2 separate regions of the Pan troglodytes genome follow, and region 1 is linked to region 2. The links are chromatin contacts, called in public Hi-C maps. All regions are on one chromosome and are shown on one strand. The core of a region is the stretch at or near the end of the contact, and the rest is flanking DNA. Distances in the headings are between cores, read along the strand shown. Region 1 overlaps SGCZ (sarcoglycan zeta). Region 2 has its middle 78 kb from the start of DLC1.

The links. Hi-C and Micro-C count contacts between places; a contact is called where the count stands out from the background.
Region 1: a Hi-C map of induced pluripotent stem cells shows a contact between it and region 2, with 1.8 times the contacts expected there. The contact joins two enhancer-like sites. A contact is called at or near these places in 2 of 7 Hi-C or Micro-C datasets (induced pluripotent stem cells and stem cell-derived neural progenitor cells).

What each region holds. Positions count from the first base shown.
Region 1 is chr7:22,549,684-22,555,412 of NHGRI_mPanTro3-v2.0_pri, forward strand. All of the region lies in intron 3 of SGCZ (sarcoglycan zeta), which reads right to left. Among named protein-coding and RNA genes, the nearest start is that of MIR383, 610 kb to the right of the region's middle. Within about 2 kb of position 3,353, at least 1 of the 24 cell types and tissues checked has an H3K27ac peak or open chromatin away from gene starts, as enhancers often do. A contact at or near this core is called in induced pluripotent stem cells, where this site is marked.
Region 2 is chr7:21,942,481-21,948,396 of NHGRI_mPanTro3-v2.0_pri, forward strand. No RefSeq gene overlaps it. Among named protein-coding and RNA genes, the nearest start is that of DLC1, 78 kb to the left of the region's middle. Within about 2 kb of position 4,426, at least 1 of the 24 cell types and tissues checked has an H3K27ac peak or open chromatin away from gene starts, as enhancers often do. A contact at or near this core is called in induced pluripotent stem cells, where this site is marked.

The sequences.
Region 1 (5,729 bases), core at 2,103-4,602, 610 kb after region 2:
CATTAGACATTATAAATTATGTAGCATACATGCAAAGGCAGAGATCAGGTTTTTAACCTTAGAAAACGTTCAGCAAGAAGCTTAACCATCATCACATCATATATTTAGCTGTGTCTTCCTGTTTGATTCCAAAACGTGCCAAAAGTCTTCCCTCTATACTTTAGTTTTTTGTGTTATGAAAAAAGGCATTTAGCCTTGGGTAACCTCCAGTATATGGATTTGAAATACTATATTTTGTAAGGCAAATGCAATTTTCAATTGCTTATGAAGTTTTCCATTTATACCATAGATAAAATACCTACTGAGTTAATTAAAAAGACACATGAATAGAATTGGACCCACAAAAATGTACAAAAGGCAGCAAGTTATTTTCCTTTAGAAAAGAAAAACACATTTTTGCAATATAAAATTTCACTTAAATTCTCAAACCACTGGATATCTTGCCCAAGTAAAACGACTTTCTTTCCCTTGCCTCTTTTGCTAATACAGAGACATCTGAGCTGCTACTCAAAGCTTTTCTTTAAATATTTTAATCATAATTTTTAATTATGATTTAATAAGCACATAGAATGATGCTTATTAAAATGTTTAAAGAAAAGGACTCCTTTCTAAACAAAAAATTCAGCGTAGTTTTTAAAGAAAGTAAGTATTTTGACAGTTCATGTTCTTGTTGTTAAAGAATGGCCGTAGTGTAAATATTTCCTTGCAGGTCGAGGTCATATATATCACCAATATTGTTCTCCTGAAGCTCTACAATAAGTTCACTCCCTTAGAAAGTTTTGCTGAACATAATATTTTATCAGCCTCTGTAAGAACAATGCAAAACCAGTCTGTTCATATGGACCAATGCCAAGTATAAGCTATTTGAGCTAAGTGGATGTTTATAGTTATTCTTAAATTTACTTGTCAATAAATTGACCAAAGAGTAACGTTGATCATACCAACCAAGCAATGTAAAGCTGAACAAAAGAATGATCAAACCATTCTCACGCTGAGGATTCACTTTAGGATGGAGTAACAGACTCCATAAATACCCAATAAATTATTCCGTTTCATTAGGGTATGGACTAACTCTTTAGGATATAGAAAGAATATATTACAAACTAACTGGGCATTTGAAGACGGTCAGAGGATCTAAATTCCAGAAGCAAAGCAAAAGTAGAGGAAAAGTTTATTGAACTTTCAAGGTAAAATTATTTCTTCAAGATCTGGTTTTACTCACACGTGTTGAAAGATAATTGATTAAATTAATTTGACCAACTCCTACTCTAAGCAATTTAAGCATGACAAAATAGGCACTAATCAGAAGATACAGTATAGTTTTTGAGAGAATTAAATCTGTGACACATTACTCCTTGCATGATCACATGAGTATCGATTAGCAAATGACTATATTTACTGATATGCATTAAGGTAACTTTGTTTAGAATGAACCTCAGTTCTCCAGGTAAAACCATTAGCAATTTAAAAACACATGTATTAACAGGCTAAAAAGTAAGGACCTTACTGATAAGGTCGAATGTTACAAAAGTGATACACGTTTTAATAGGTAAACTGTTCTTTGCTTCACAATCATTTCAGTTGCCTTACATTGTTTAAATAATTCTGTACAATAGCACTTTCTGTGACAATGTTAAGGCTTATATTATCTAATGCAGTATACACTGGCCATAGAGATTTCCTGAGCATAGGAATGAATATATAATTTTAAATTTTTACTTAAGGTTAATTAATTTAAAGTGGAATACCCACATTTGGCAAGTAGCCATAGTATTTCAAAGCACAGGAATAATTAGAGCAATTCAGTTCTGCAAAAGTATCCTATAAAAATTATTCTAATTTCTGTGTTTAATTATAAAAGGATATATATATATATATATAATCTACATTGTAGCACTCAAAATATTTTCTTATATTTAGTCTTTTCTCTTTTATTGTCGTCGAGCTTTAAAACTTCAAGAACCTTGAATAAATAATACAAAAATCATTTACCATCATCAAAGATGTATCGTGATACATGAGGATAAAACCTAGAATTAAAAAAATCATGATGCAAATGCCAGTCAAAGTTTCAAGTAATACTTCAAGAAAAAAAAAAAAACAGCACAGAGCTTCTTGAATTAGAAAAAGTAAAATGTGAGAAGTATAAATCCTATGTATTTAAGCACTCACTACATCACAACAACTAAGAAAACAAAACCAAAATTGAGAAATCCCTTATTACCTTCATTTACGCGAACACTTGCCTGCATTTGTATTTCGTACACAAACTTCGCTTTTCTTAAATTTTAAACTATGCATTTCCTGAACAATAAGATTTATTTTGGAATTGTTTCATGAATTTTTTCTGCATTAGTTTTTGTTTCCACTGTTTTGTGTTTAATGGAAGTTAAGATATTAAACACTACAAACTAAAAATAAAGCAATTCAAAACTTTTCTTCAACAAATTGTAAAGTGTAAATAAAAGTATAGTAGTTTATGAGAGGTTAAAAATGAAGCAGGACACAGTAATATGTTTTAAGTCTATGAAAAGATTTAAAAATCAGAAAAGGCCGGGCACAGTGACTCATGCCTGTAATCCCAGCACTTTAGGAGGCTGATTCAGGTGGATCGCTTGAGGCCAGGAGTTCGAAACCAGCCTGGCCAACATGATGAAATCCCATCTCTACTAAAAATACAAAAATTAGCCAGGCGTGGAGTCACGTGCCTGAAAATCCCAGCTACTCAGGAGGCTGAGGCAGGAGAGTCACTTGAACCCGGGAGGCGGATGTTGCAGTGAGCCACGATGATGCCACTGCACTCCAGCCTGAATGAGAAAATGAGATTCTGTCTCAAAAAATACCTATATAACTAAATAAAATAAATGAATAAATAAATAAATAAAAATCAGCAAAGAAGAGGCAGAGCAAAATGGCCAAATAAGACCCTCCAGCGATCATCTACCCACAGAAACATCAAATTTAGCAACTATTCAAGGCCAAGGTACCCTCACAAGAGCTTAAAATACCAGGTGAGAGGTCAAAGTACCTGATTTTAGCATAAAAACAAGAAAAGATGCAATGAAGAGGGCAGGAAGGACAGAGTCACACTGCCATCTTCACCCCTCTCCCAACTCCAAGAAGCACAACTCAGAGACAGACAAAACTCTCAGGAAGCGAGAGGGAAGTAACTGCAGGACTTTGACGTGGAGTCCCGTGCCAGGCCTACCAGGGTGAAACCCAGCATGAAGTCCAGTATTGGGCAGAATCCCACAACCTCTGGCTCCAGGCCACGGCGCACAGACAGATAGAGCCACCTGGACTTGCCTCAGCTCTAAAAGGCAACCTACAGCCCCAGCAGTATGGTCTCATGTTCCAGCCAGCACTACCCAGTGGTTTACAGAAGCCTCAGACCACAGGCGAACCTCAGTGACAAGGAGGCCATAGCTGCCCTGATCCCAGTGACCATGGACTTCAAATATGACCTAGCATTACAGTAGCCATGGTGACTATGGGAATGGCTACTTAATCCATCCCTCAATTTTAGGCAGCACAGCATGGACAGGGATGCTGTGTGTTTAAGGAAAGGAGAAGGAGGTTGAAAGAAAACATAGCCTTGGAGACCAGCATCGGGTCCTTCACAATGAGACAGAGTAGAGTGGAGCTCTGCAGTGCCTGACTCTAGGCTGGTTACTGTGGATGGAGCATCTGGATCTTCCCCAGCCTCAGAAAGAAATCCATGGACCCAACTGCCAGATTTCCCTTCCTTCAGGAACAAAACACCCACAGTAGACCTGTGGCAAACCTCAGCTTAGGCTGCCATCTAGTGCTGAACATGGGGCAACACAACACCTGCAGACTAGTAACAAAAATGGGCTTAGAGCATTATCTGGCGATGATACAGAGGCAGTGACCACCGGCTGAAAGAAAATAATCAGTCTGCTTAGAAATCTCGTGAAGAACAAGCACTAAAACCCCAGATGGCTGCCGGGCGCGGAGTCTCACGCCTGTAATCCCAGCACTTTGGGAGTCCGAGGCGGGCGGATCACGAGGTCAGGAGACCAAGACCATCCTGGCTAACACGGTGAAACCCCGTCTCTACTAAAAATATTTAAAAAATTAGCCGGGCGTGGTGGCGGGCGCCTGTAGTCCCAGCTGCTCGGGAGGCTTAGGCAGGAGAATGGCGTGAACCCGGGAGGCGGAGCTTGCAGTGAGCCGAGATGGCGCCACTGCACTCCAGCCTGGGTGACAGAGCGAGACTCTCTCTCAAAAACAAACAAACAAACAAAAACACAAACAAACAAAAAAACACGCCAGATGGCAAACACTAAATTCCTAATTTTTCAATATGCAGGTGTCATTGCATATCCACAAACATGAAGAATATTTAGGATACCGTGACCTCACCAAACAGACAAAATAAGGCACCAGAGACCAACCCTAAAGTGATGGAGATGTGTGATCTCTTAGAGATTTCAAAATAGCTTTAAAACCCTTTTCCCATTTGCCCTGAGAATACTAGTCATTGGCACTCAAGGCGGCAGTGTTTACCCTGAGATAACTTTGCCGAGAAATACATCAGTTTTACTATTATTTTTGTATCGCTCTAGTATATTGACTTTGGAAACAAAAGACGTCATTTTCTTTATAGCATTCTGATTTTAGTAGTTCTATTTCCATTTACAAAATATAGAAATTATTGATCATTGAAAATGTCAAATCCTGGAAAACGCTGGATCTCTAAGTGTGATGCAAACATCATTCTTGAATATTTGTTGGCCAAAGATTTATTTGATGAATCTGCTTTTTTCAAAATAGACAATTCGGATGTTAGCTCTGTTTAGAAACAGCTACAAGAACAGATTTTATATTTTATTTTCATATCGCAAATCAGTAAGATTTGCTTTAATCTCAAAGAATGTGCTCATGTAAAATTAAATACTCATTTAATAAGGATGCAAACTGCACCCTTTGTTTCCCTAAACAGTAAAAAGGTTAAGCAAACTCAACATGGTCCAAGAAAATACAGAGAGACAATTCAGCAATTTATTTAAAAAGAAAAAAAAAACTTAACAGAGAGACTGAAATAAATTTTAAAAAATCACACAGAAATCCTAGACTTGAAAATTACAATAAGCCAAATGAAAAATTCAGTAAAGAGCATCAATAGCAGAACTGATCAAGCAAAAGAAATAATTAGTGAAATCAGGGAGAGGAGATTTGAAAACACACAGTCAGAAAAAAAGAATGAAAAGGAACAAAGAAAGTCTAGAGGAATTATGGGAGAACATCAAAAGAGCAACTGTTTAAGTTATTACTGTTCAAGAGGCTCTTAAGCATGCCAAGAGGTAGAAGACATATTCAAAGAGATAATAACAGAAAACTCCCCAAACCTAAGGAAACATATGGTTATCCGAGGACATAAAGATCAAAGATGACCAAACAGACTCAATCCCAATAAGTCTGTCTTAAGAGATATCATAATCAAACTCTCAAAGTCTGGAAGATTACCGATTCATATAAATTGAACCAAAATGTAATGATCCATTACTATGGGGCAGGGACGAAGCAACACAAATATAACAGGCATGTTCCTTTTCATTCAGGGTCTTCCATTTTTGTGCATGAGACATTAATGAAATACATTGGAATCAATATGATGATAATATGTTTTAATGAAATACATTGGAATCAATATGATGATAATATGTTTTACACACTTCCACAGAAGCACCAAGATAACTCACCTA
Region 2 (5,916 bases), core at 3,176-5,675:
CTGCAGCATCAGATAACTCAAGAAATGGAAATTATACAAAAGGATTATTAGTGGCTGATTTAGGTGGTGGGTATCAAAAGATCAAGTTTCAGAGATTTACTTTTTATAAGTCAGTGGACTAAATCTCTTAGCTCTTTTATCGTTCTAAAATTTATATATATTAATGTTTTAGAAAAGTTTTATTGCATTGCTAGATCATACCTGCAATAGTTCTCGTTTTGCCATGATTTAAGGTAATGCAATTATACTCATATGAAAATCTTACATTTCCAAATATTGCCTACTTATTATGTTATGTGTCCATCTATGTAGGTACTATTGTTCAAGATAGGTTGTTAGTTCGACAGCAGAGCCATGGGAGTTATACAAACTATTTCTATACTAAATGTCTTCAAAAAGTCAATGAATGTAAATTTGTTCATCCTTTTAAATACACTCATGATTTTTTTTTGCTATTTCAAATCTGCTTTGAGTCCTCTGTTGAATTATTTCACTTATTTTGCTTTTTAATTCTATAATTTCCATTTGTTTTTTGGTTATAATCTGAATTTCCATATTAATATTCTCTAGTTATTGAGTCATTGTCGTGACACTTTAATTCTTTAGATATAGTTTAAATTTATATAGTTTATAATTTATAGATATAGTTTATAATTCTTTAGATATAGTTTATTTTCTCTATGTACATGTTTGTAATAGCATTTTTGCAGTATTTGTTAACTAAGTTAACAATATAGGGACACTGAGGGACAGTTTTGATTGACTCCTTTTTTCCCTGAATATTGGTTTGACTTGTTTTTTTGCAGTTTTGTTTTGTTTTGTTTTGTTTTTGAGACAGAGTCTTACCTCATCACTCAGGCTGGAGTGCAGTGGTTGCGATCTTGGCTCACTGCAGCCTCTGACTCCAGGGTTCAAATGATTCTTGTGCCTCAGCCTACCAAGTAGTTGGGATTACAAGTGTGCACCACCATGCCCTACTAATTTTTGTATTTTTAGTAGAGACGGGTTTCACCATGTAGGCCAGGCTGGTCTCCAACGCCTGACCTCAAGTGATCCACCCGCTTCCGCCTCCCAAAGTGCTGGGATTACAATCGTGAGCCATCACACCCAGCTGGTTTTTTTGCACTCTTGTAATTATTTTTGTTGAATACTGAACATATTAAATAATATATTGCAGCAACTTTAGATTCTGAAGGTTTTCTGAGTCATTGTTGTTTGCTTGTTTATTTAGTAACTTGCGTGGGTTAAATCTCTGATGTCTGTCTTCACCACAGTGTGTGAATACTTATGTTCTAGCTCAATTTAAAATGTTTTATTTATGAGCTTCGATTTCCTGGGATTTCCCGCTTGTCTGCACAACATAATATTCTGCCAAAGATTAGTCAGAGACTGTGTTTAAACACCTCGAACCACTAAGGCTTCCATGCTATTTTGATAGATCAATATTGGCGAGGAACTCAAACTACAGGGCATTTTCAAGTCCTCCTTGACTTTTACTTAATGCTGGTATTTCTTTTTCACACACATGGTAGAGATGTACAGAAGGTTTGAGTCCACTCCAGTCTGTGATGATGCTTGCTTGTACAACTGTTGGACAACTGGCAATATACAGAGGGCTTATCAAGTCTTGTGTGGATGTCTTCCCCCAAGATAATTTCTGTTAAATATCAGGCTAGTCCACCAGTTAGTTTTTTGTTCAAAACTAGATTTTCCTCTTCACTGGTCACTGAGATTGCCACTTTAACAATGACATTCTAAATCAAGTGATCTCTCTCTGCAGAGGTAGCAAAGCTTTTGGTTTTTGTAATCTTCCCTGTCCTAACAGAAATACTGCTCTGGCTAAAGCTGGGGGGGGCGGGAGGTTTTGGAGCCCTAGGTCTGCATTGCATTGACTAATGCTGTTCTTACCTGAGGATCAGTAGTTGTCATGAATAAATGCACTATTTTGAAAAGTTTGTTTTTGAAGTGTTAAAAAGACTTGTTTTGACACTGTTATCTAGATTTATAGTTAGATAACATACTAACTATACTTAGTATGTTATTGGGGAGGAGTTTCATTGAACTCAATTCATTATGTCAGAAGTCAGTCCCCTTAATATTTTAAGTCATTAAACAGTTTTAAAAATTCCTAATTAGAGAAAATAAACATTTTACTAGAATGTGTATTGTATAATTAATCATATTTTCTATCATTCAAAAGTTAGCATTCAAGTCTGTGAAATACAGTTTGGGAGATGTTAGAATATAGCTAACATTTAAAGCCTTAAAACAGAATACAGTCACTTGGGAAGTGAGTATATATAAAAAGAGATTCTAGAACTGAGCCCTGGAACATTTGAACATTCTATGGTTGATGAGTTGATGTGGAAACAGCAAAGAAACCAGATAGAGTGGACAATGATTTATGAAAAGAACAAGGAGAGGTGTCCTGTGAACCCAGTGTGGGGAAAAAGTGTTTCAAGAAGGAGGGAATATACAACCAGGTCAAATCTTGCTGTAGTCCAAATAAGGTGAGAACTTAGGATTGTACACTAGATTTGGTCACCTAGTGGTCAGTGGAGATCTTCACAAATGTTATTTCAATGGATTAAGATTGATAGAATTCTTGCTGGAGTGGATTCAGTAGCAAGGAAAGAAGAAAAATTGGTTCTAGCAAGTATAAGTAAATTGGATGACATTCTTCTATGAGAAGAAGAAAAACAATGATAATGGTATAGAAGGAGAATCACATAGGGTCAAGAATGATTTTATTTGATATGAAGCTAGGAAATAAAACATAATTATGTGCTAATTGTAAGATCTAACTGAGAAAGAAAAATTGTGGTCACTGGACAGATAGGGGGCAATTGCTAGTGCAGTGTTTCTCAGACCTTACTGTGCAGCAGAATCACCTGGAAGGCTTGTTAAATACAGATTACTGGGCTTCCTGATAGAAGTTTTGATTCATAGACCTGGTCTAAGGCCTGGGAATTTGCGTTCCTATCAAGCTGCTAAGTGCTGTTGCTGCTGTTGGTCTGTGGTTTGATAACTAGTGTGCTAAAACCATATCCTTGCCCAATTTCTCTCTCTCTTTACATATATATATATATATGTATGTGTGTATAAACATTAGAGGACTTCATGCTGGATAAAAAAGAAAATGTAGCAGAAATTCACAGGGGCCCACAGGTTTATAGGGGAAATTGGGAGAATTGGCTTGGAATAGGAGTTCATCCATAGTAATAGAAGAGAAGGGAAGGCATTTGGTCACAGTTAGAGGACATATTACATGTGACGGTGGGACCTTGTGTAAGTTCCCTTCTGATTTCTTCAATTTTGTAGCTGTAATGAAGTATAAGGTCATTATCTGAGAGTGGCGATAGGAGAAGTGGTGTTGGATATTTGAGGAGAGAGCCAGAGCCTAAACAGAGTGGAACATTTGGTTGATTCTCTCAAATAGATAAACCTGTGTTCCTAAAATAAGTACATTATTTTTATTCATGTAATACTAAAAGAACAGATTTCAGTGAATCACTAGCTTTTAACTCAAGAATTCTTATTTATTTCAGATAGACTTTAACATTTAGATTTTATATTTCCCATCCTGAATTATCTCCATTTGCTCAGCAGAGAACAGGGAATAATTATTATTTCTGCATTACATTTTGTACAGTCTAGGTTTCACAGTGGGTTGTAGAAGCCTGTGTGAGTTGTTGTCATAATCATGATGTAAATATTATGTTTCAAAAGTTTAAAGATTTTTGAAATATAGCTTGACAATTCCAGGTTAACCAAGACATTCGAGAATAAAAGAAGTGTTGCCATGTTATTTATGTATCATTTTACTTATTAATATTTACAGCCCACTTATTTCTATTGATGAGTTAAAATCCTATGCCAAAAATAAGACAGTGAAAACCACAGCAGTTCACCAAAAGGAAACAGGGGTAATAGTAAGCAATCAAGTGAGTCGATTGCTGCCAGTGGCCATGTATACTAATTGTCTATTTCCTGTGCTATCGAAACACTTTCCAGATAGCTATTCTTCTTCTTTGGAAGTGTGTTCATTTTATCTTCTCATAGTGATCATTTAATTCAAAGGTAGCTGATGAGCATGCAGTATATACTGTACAACCTGTTCACTATTATTAGCTTCTGTGTTAACTTAGGAATAATACACTACCACATAAGTAGACATAAAATTATGAATTTGGCAAAAATAAAATGATAATTGTGGTAAAATACAGGCTGGTTATTTGCAGAGTATATCGATTAACTTTGTTATGTAACACGCCATAAAGTTAGTTTTTAAAACCAACCCTCAAAGGTTTGGGGGTGGAATTTTGGGTTGAATTCCTCTGCTTTTGTTCTTGTGGTCTGGGTTGAGCTCATTCACGTGTCTGAAGTTAGCTGCTAGCTTGGCTGGTTGCTACCCCGCTGGTTTGTCTCTGCCCCCTGTGGTCTTTGATTCTCCTGTAAACCAGAGTTTGATCACATGACGATGGCAGGGTTCCAAGAGAAAGGACAGGAGTGTGCAACATCTGTTAACACTTACACTAGAGAATGGCACATGACCACTGGTCAAAGCAAGTCACAAGGACAGCTGACAGTTAACAGGTAAGAAGGAGAAAAAAAAACTACCTCTGAATGGGAAGAGCTGAAAAGTCCCATTACAAAGGAGCTTGTTTACAGGAAGATGAATAACTTTAGCTATTGTTGCAAAAATCTACCACACTGAAATATTAATCAGAAGAACAATTATAGTATAATAATTAGAAATGATCAAGAGAAAAGGCAACGGAAATAAGATAGTAGGAGATGTACTGAAGGAAAAAGACTATTTCACTTTTTCAAATACCAGATAATGTAATTTATTGTAGGGAAAAAAACACCCTCGGATTTGGAGTTAGCTTGGTCACTTATGGGGAGTTTAGGGCATAGTGTTTATTTTGTCTTGAGGGATGTGGACCAAATATGACATAGCGTGTGTGATTCTGACCACACTGAGACTTCATTTTTGTCTGCTACTGTTTCTTTGTACTTTATCCAGTGGTACTAATCTCCCCTTGCTTTTTGATAAATCTCTGGAAGATCCAATGGCTTTTCTGCTTACTCTTGATTAAGACCTATTGATACTTTAAACATATGTAGTCTCAATTCAGACATTAAAATGTCCAGGCAATCAAACTCCAAACTGAATATAAAGCTTCTGTCATCCTTTAGCTGGAGATGAAGGCTGTAGTGGGATAGGGGCATCATCCTCTGCTGTCTACTTTCTTCACACTCACCTCCTCTCCTGCTAGCTAGCTGCCCAGGTCTAAGGGGTAACTTGGGAGGACAGTTGTATTCGTGTGCTACGGCTGCCGTAACTAATTGCCATAACTGAGGGGCTTAAACAAATATTTACCATCTCACAGTTCTGGATACTAGAAGTTCAAGATCAAAGTGTTGGAAGGGTTAATTCCTCCAAAGACCTGCAAGGGAGAGTTTTTCCCATGCAGAGATTTTCTGGCGATCTTTGATTTTCCTTGTCTGGTAGATGTACTACCTAGATCTCTGCGTTCATATTCTCATGACATTTCCTTGTGTTCTGTTTGTATCTTCACATGGCATTATTTAATAAGGACATCAGTCATATTGGATACTGGGCCCTCTCTACCCCAGGATGACATTAGCTTAACCAATTACATGTGCGACAACTCTGTTTCCAAAGAAGGTCATGTTCTGAAGTACTGGGAGTTAGGACTGCAACATCTGAATTTTGGGAAGACACAACTGAATCCAGGCAATAGGCAGAGGGATTGCATTTTTGATGTCAAGGGGTGAAATCATAAGCTAGCTTCGGCTTCCTGGGCCTAGAAGATAAAAATTTAAGGCTGGCCTCTTTTTTCAAGCTAAATCTTTCTCGCACAAGCATGCCATTTTTGTGTACTCTTC